Regions from separate parts of the Ovis aries genome. Here region 1 is linked to region 2. The links are chromatin contacts, called in public Hi-C maps. All regions are on one chromosome and are shown on one strand. The core of a region is the stretch at or near the end of the contact, and the rest is flanking DNA. Distances in the headings are between cores, read along the strand shown.

Evidence for each region. A called contact is a pair of places that touch in the nucleus more often than the background predicts.
Region 1: a Hi-C map of liver shows a contact between it and region 2, with 2.9 times the contacts expected there. The contact joins the promoter of RAB11FIP4 here to the enhancer-like site in region 2. A contact is called at or near these places in 11 of 16 Hi-C or Micro-C datasets (blood, hypothalamus, liver and 4 more).

Annotation. Positions count from the first base shown.
Region 1 is chr11:18,350,186-18,353,084 of ARS-UI_Ramb_v3.0, reverse strand. It overlaps RAB11FIP4 (RAB11 family interacting protein 4), which reads left to right and starts at 1,588. Exons shown (of 15, transcript XM_042255436.2): 1 at 1,588-1,770. The coding sequence starts at 1,612.
Region 2 is chr11:18,253,802-18,256,955 of ARS-UI_Ramb_v3.0, reverse strand. It overlaps RAB11FIP4 (RAB11 family interacting protein 4), which reads left to right. Exons shown (of 15, transcript XM_042255436.2): 8 at 589-688; 9 at 954-1,057; 10 at 2,080-2,220. Among named protein-coding and RNA genes, the nearest start is that of TRNAT-CGU, 23 kb to the right of the region's middle. Within about 2 kb of position 1,770, at least 2 of the 54 cell types and tissues checked have an H3K27ac peak or open chromatin away from gene starts, as enhancers often do. A contact at or near this core is called in liver, where this site is marked.

The DNA of each region.
Region 1 (2,899 bases), core at 339-2,838, 96 kb before region 2:
ACTCACAGTTGAGCAGGAAGACCACAGAAGGGGAAACTGAGGTCCAGGATGAGAAGCCACACAGCTCATGCCCAGAACCGGGCCTCACTCTAGCCTCCCTGTCTAGGTCCTTACACTGCTCGTGGCTCCTGCCGATGATGGAGTAGGTCCCCATCTCCTCTGGGCAGGGGCTTCCTGCTTGCCTAGAGATGAGGAACAAGAGTGACGAAGATACATCCTGCCCTGGAGAATTTCCCAGCATGCCCATGGGGGAGATGGGCAGCCCACCAGAGAATGACAAAACTAAGTCAGCATCTGGAGGAGGGGATCAGAAATCAGAGTAACAGGCAAAATGGAGTGCTGTCAGGGAAGGCTTCCTAAAGGAGGAAACCTCTGAACTGAGCTGGAAAACTTAAGTGCGGGTGGGTTCAGCCAAGACCTGCATTTGGGCTGGGTACAACTAGTGCCACGAGGGCCAGGCATGCTGAGCAACAAAAAGGAGGAGAAGAGAGCCAGGCCAGGTTCTGCAGAGCCGGGGGGCGAAACTGGGAGTCCCAGGAGCAGGGATTGGGAGCTAAGCAGGACTGGGAGGAGGCTAAGGTACAGGCCTGGAGGCTGCCATCAGCCCCAGGGCCAAGACTTTCCCGGGTTCTCAGCTTGAGGGTCCAGGGTGCAATAAAGGGGTGAGCGTGGGAACTCAAGGGAAGGGAGGAAACTTCCCCAAGATGCTGGGCGGCCCCAGGCCGGCCTTGTGAGCAGCTCTTGCTTTTCCTTCCTCCTGACTGCTCTGTCTCCCCTTACTCGCTTCTGTCCCAGGGTCCCCGCTCCCGCTCTCCCGGCCCTTGCCCAGCCCGGAGCTGGCCCTGAGTTCTGCTGGGAAGGCCCGTGCTGACCTAAGCCTGGAAACTATTCTTTAAGGGGCAGCAGAGAGGAGGGGAAGAGTAGAGGGCCTAGCTCCATCCCGCTGCAGACTGGCTAGGAATCCTGACCTGGCCCCCGACTGGCTGAGCGGCCTAGGGCAAGTAGTTCAACCTCTCTGAGTCTCAGCTTTCTCAGCGGCGAGTGGAACAAGTCCAGCGCGCTAATACAGGAAACCTCTAGGACACACTGAGCGCTCGGCACCGCCGGCGCGTACAAAGGGCGCGGTGAGCGGGGATGGGTTGGCGTCTGGTGGGGGGCTGAGGTGGGGGAGAGGCGGCTGGACCCCAGCGCGGGTGGTCCGGTGGGGGCGCTCGGGCTTCCTCGCGGACTCCTCCAAGCAGGGGCGGAGCCTTGGGGCCGCCCTGGGTTTCCGGGCGCGGGTCGCACACCCACCCTCCCGCTCTCTAGGGGACGGGACGAGCTCTGAGCGGCCCAGGGATCCCGAGCCTGGGGGCGGCGGCGGCGGGGCCGCGCGGGCGGCCGCCCTCGGAGGCGCGCGGCTCCTTTTGTCTGCAGCCTCCCGCTCCCCCGCCCGCCCCGAGCCGCGGGGCTGCGGCGCCGCTGCTGACACGGCTCGGCCGCCGCCGCCACCGGGCGGAGGCTGCGCGTCGCAGCGCCGGGCGGAGGGCGCGCGGCGATGGCGGCGGCGGCGGCGGCGGCGGCGCGGGGCGGGAGGGCGCGTGGCTCGGGCTAGCTGCGGGGCCGGCCCGGATGGCGGGCGGCGCGGGCTGGGCGGGCGCCCCCGCGGCTCTGCTGCGCTCAGTGCGCCGCCTGCGCGAGGTGTTCGAGGTGTGCGGCCGCGACCCCGACGGCTTCCTGCGCGTGGAGCGCGTCGCGGCGCTCGGACTGCGCTTTGGCCAAGGCGAGGAGGTAAGGGCCCCGCGGCGGGGGTGCCCGCGCCCCAGTCCCCCCACCCCCGGCTTCCTAGCCCTTTCACCTGCCCGCTCCCAGTCCCCGGCGGCGGCGGCGGCTGCAGCCCTGAGGCATCCCGCCGGACCTGAGGACTTCGAGCCCCGGGGCTTCCCCGCCCTGTCGGACCCTGGCTTTCCACCTTTCGCGCAGGTGCTGCGAGTGTCACGCATCGCGCCCCGGAGTGGGGAGCAGGGGGGCTTCTCTGCCCACCTTGCTTACCCCGGGCCCTGAGGGTCCCTCTAACCATTCTTCAGCCTACTCGGTATATGGGGCGGGGGGAACCGTCAGATTCTAGCTCTGGGACCCCCTCCCCTGCCTGCCCTGCGGAGACCGAATTGCAGAGGTCCGGTGCAGGAATCCCAGGACGGGGGCCGGGGTTAGGGGCGGGATGGAGTAGGGGGGAAGCACACGCCCCACTGGGCCTGGCCGAGGGTAGGAGAGGACAACTAGGGGCGCTCTACCGCCTCGGCCCCTTGACTGCACCCAGCCGGCCTGGAACCTAGCGGGAGGTGTCTGCCTTCGGCCTTCCTGGATTCTCAGCCTAGCGCCTGGTGACCACCCCTCCTCCCCGCACCCTGCGGGCTCCGAGGGGCAGGCCTGACTGGCAGCTGGCTGTGGCGGCAAGCAAGCCTGCCACAGCCAAGCTGGGGAACAGCAGCTGAGCAGTGTCTGCAACGGGGTGGGGGCCGCGCGGATCTGGGGAAAGCAGGAACAGTGTTAGCAGGGCTGTGATCCGAGGGTGGGTGCTGCCAGTAGGGTGAGCAGAGACCAGTGTCCTCTCATGCCATGGAGGAGAGGTGGGTATGTGTGTGTGGTGGGGGATGTGCAAGGCACCTACCTGGCAGGAGAGCATCCCACACTCCTGCTCCTGCCCACTCTGAAATGGTCAGGGCACGAAACCTTGAGTAGTGACTTTCCAAGGCCACCTGAGGCCTCTGGCTCTGCATTGGCACTCCCTGGCTTTCTGTTCCGGGAACAGCTGGGGCCTAGCATTCCAGAACATGGGAGAACCCGGGCCTGGTTGGGTTGGATCCATGCCTCCCTGTCACCTGGCAAGGGGGAAGGATGATAGATAATCGTCTCTTTG
Region 2 (3,154 bases), core at 521-3,020:
AGTCCCACTCACTAGCCCATTGTCGTGCACATCCTGGATGGGTTTCTGTCCCCCTACCCACACCTGGGTCCCCAGTGACATAGCAGGAGTCAGCTTGGTTAGGGGGCTGGGTGGCCTCGGGGGGCCCAGGCCCTCTTCCCGGATTGTGGTGCCCAGCCGCCTCATTGGGGTGGTTCCCAGGTGGAAGGGGCTCAGGAGGTGGGGCTGGGGGAGGGTGCCTCCACTAGCTGGGTCCCACGTCACCTTTTAGCTGGCCCCCCAGTGAGCACAGGGAGCAGGAGGAAAGTCCCTGGTGGACTGACCACGTCTACCGGGCTCAGGAGGGCCATTGCAGCTTGTCTGCTGTCCTCTGGGCAAAGCGATCTCTTGCGGTCAGGGGTCAGGCCACTTTGCTCCCCTGACTGAGGGAGGGCAGCCTCCTCAGAGGGGTTCCTGGTACTCTCCCAGCGGTCTGGGGTGCTCCCCCAGCCCATAGGCTGAGTCTGAACCCCAGTCTCCCCAAGGCCCCTGCAGCAGGACAGGCCTCCCCCTCCCCACCAGGCAGCTCATGCACAGACATGCATTTCCCCCCCACCACACCACCCCCAGGCAGCTCATGCACAGCAGCAACTTTAGCAGCAGCAACGGCAGCACCGAGGACCTGTTCCGGGACAGCATTGACTCCTGTGACAACGACATCACGGAGAAGGTGCGCCAGGGCGGGCGTGGGCAGACGGGACTCGCCACGCGTGCCCCCTGGGGTGGGGTTGGGGTGCTCTGAGGTACTGCCTGGGGACGTGGAAGACCCAGGAGTTGGGGGTAGGCAGCCCCGACCACCTGGACACATCCATCCCATCCCCACCCCAACATGACTCCTCTTCACACACCAGTGGGGGTCCTGGCCTCAGTCTCACCATCGTTAGGTTCTCTGTCCTGTGGACTCAAAGGTTTTCTCCGCCACCCCCTTATGGTAGGTGAGCTTCCTGGAAAAAAAGGTGACAGAGCTGGAGAACGACAGCCTGACCAACGGGGACCTGAAGAGCAAGCTGAAGCAGGAGAATACACAGCTGGTGCACAGGTCAGGCCGGCCTCGGCCGCGACCGCCCCGGGGGAGGTCGGGGCGGGGGTGACCTGCGTGTCCTTCTAGCTCGGCGGGCCTGTGACCTGTCAGCACCTTGCTGTTGGCCCCGCCCATGTTGGGCGCCCAGGGGGACAGGTCTTTAGGGGCCAGGAAGACAGAGCTTGACCTCGGCCCTCCAGGTCTGCAGCCCCAGCTCGGGTCAAAGGTGGAAGTTGAGACCCATTTCCTATCTCTGTCCTGCAACAATGAGAGCCTGGCTCCGTTCCGGGGGACAAGCTTTACAGAGGGAGAGGCTGGTGGGAGTCGGGCTCACACCTGCCACCTGTGGGAGGGGTCCAGGCATTGCTCTGCCCTCCCCCCGACAGAGGCCCACTGAACACAACTTGATGAGGTGGTGCGTGTAGAGTATAACCCTCCTGAAACTTGGTAAACTGATCCCCACCCAGGGTCTGGTCCTCAACCTTGGAGGACTCAAAGACAGGTCCTCTTGTGCAGCCCAGAGGGTCAGCCTCCCAGAGGGTCATGTCCCGGAGTGTTACACCATCCTGGCCACGAGTCACAGGGTTAGAAGGTCCACAGTGGTGCCAGGCCTTCCCCAGCTCTGGCGTGCTCACCACCGGCCAGGACGTGCCCATGTTTGCAGTCAAGGTGCCCAGTGAGCTGAACTGTTGATCAGAGGCATCCCGTCCTGGAAGGGAGGGAGTGAAAAGAGGAGGCGAGGCCTCTGGGCTGTTTGATCCGGCTGCAGTGAGGCCGGCCCTCTCCGTGCCGCCCTAGGAGACCCGCTTCTCCCCTCTGGACTGACTGCCGGCACCGCCCTTCGGTGGCACGCGTGGCTGGCCCGCCTCTCCTCAGCTTCTGCAGGGTCCCCTGTTCATCTGTCAGTAGAGCTACCAGCCCACAGTTGGGTTGTCCGTGACGTGGGGTCCGGGGCTCCCCTTGGTCGCAGCCTAGGTTGAGGGGAGGAGAGTGAGGCCACGAGAGCTGGCCCTGCACTGGGCCCGCATGCCTCTCCGCAGGGTGCACGAGCTGGAGGAGATGGTGAAGGATCAGGAGACCACGGCCGAGCAGGCCCTGGAGGAGGAGGCGAGGCGTCACCGCGAGGCCTACAGCAAGCTGGAGCGCGAGCGCAGCACGGAGATCGAGCTGCTCACCACCAGGTGGGTCCCTCTGATGCCTCTGCGGGCAGATTCAGTCCCATTATTTAGATGGGAAAACATCCCACAGGGAAGCCTCTGGTCCTAACAGTTCTCCTTTTGATACCTGAACGCCTGGGCGTGTTCTCTAGGAAGCAGGTAAAAGAATGTGCAAAGTAACATTTTTCATAGTAGGTCCAACTGGAAGTGATGCTTTATCCCCAGTGTTCTTGCTGGGAGAATCCCAGGGATGGGGGAGCCTGGTGGGCTGCCGTCTATGGGGTCGCACAGAGTCTGACATGACTGAAGCGACTTAGCAGCAGCAGCAGAGCATAGGTTAAGGGAATATGCACACACTGGTCTTGCCCTGAGTCCTGGGCTGGGTCTGCTGTCCAGGCTTGGAGCGCCCCCTGCTGTTGGGTTCTCCCCGCCCCTGAACACTAGGGAGCCCTGACCCGGTGACCCGGGGACAGAGGCTGTGCAGGGCTGCCCCTGGGCCTGAGCCACAGCTGTTTGCACCGGAGGCAGGCAGGGGAGGACGACCTGGGGGCCTGGCGTGGTCACCCGCTAGCTCTGTGACGTTGGACGTCCTCTGTCTCTTCCTGGGCCTCAATATCCATCCGTCAGCCTCCCCGTAGAGTGAGCAGGAAGGCAGATGGGCTGCGGCACAGCTGACCACTGCACCTAGGTGGGGACTCTGAGGATGTCCAAGGCCCTCTCCCCCGACCCAGGCCAGAGGCCCTCCTGGGCCCCTGACACAGTGGATGGCTGCCCCCCTTCCCCTCAGGCCCCTTGCTGCCCCAGGCTCTGAGCTGAGCCTTGGCGAGTCTGCCCTGCCCAGCCTGGGGTGGGAGGTGGTTTCTCACTTCTCACCTCACGGCTGGCAGGGTCAAGCAGGCCCAAAGGGGACTGGGCGGGCCAAACCTCCATGCAATCAGAGACACCCCGCCCCGCCAAT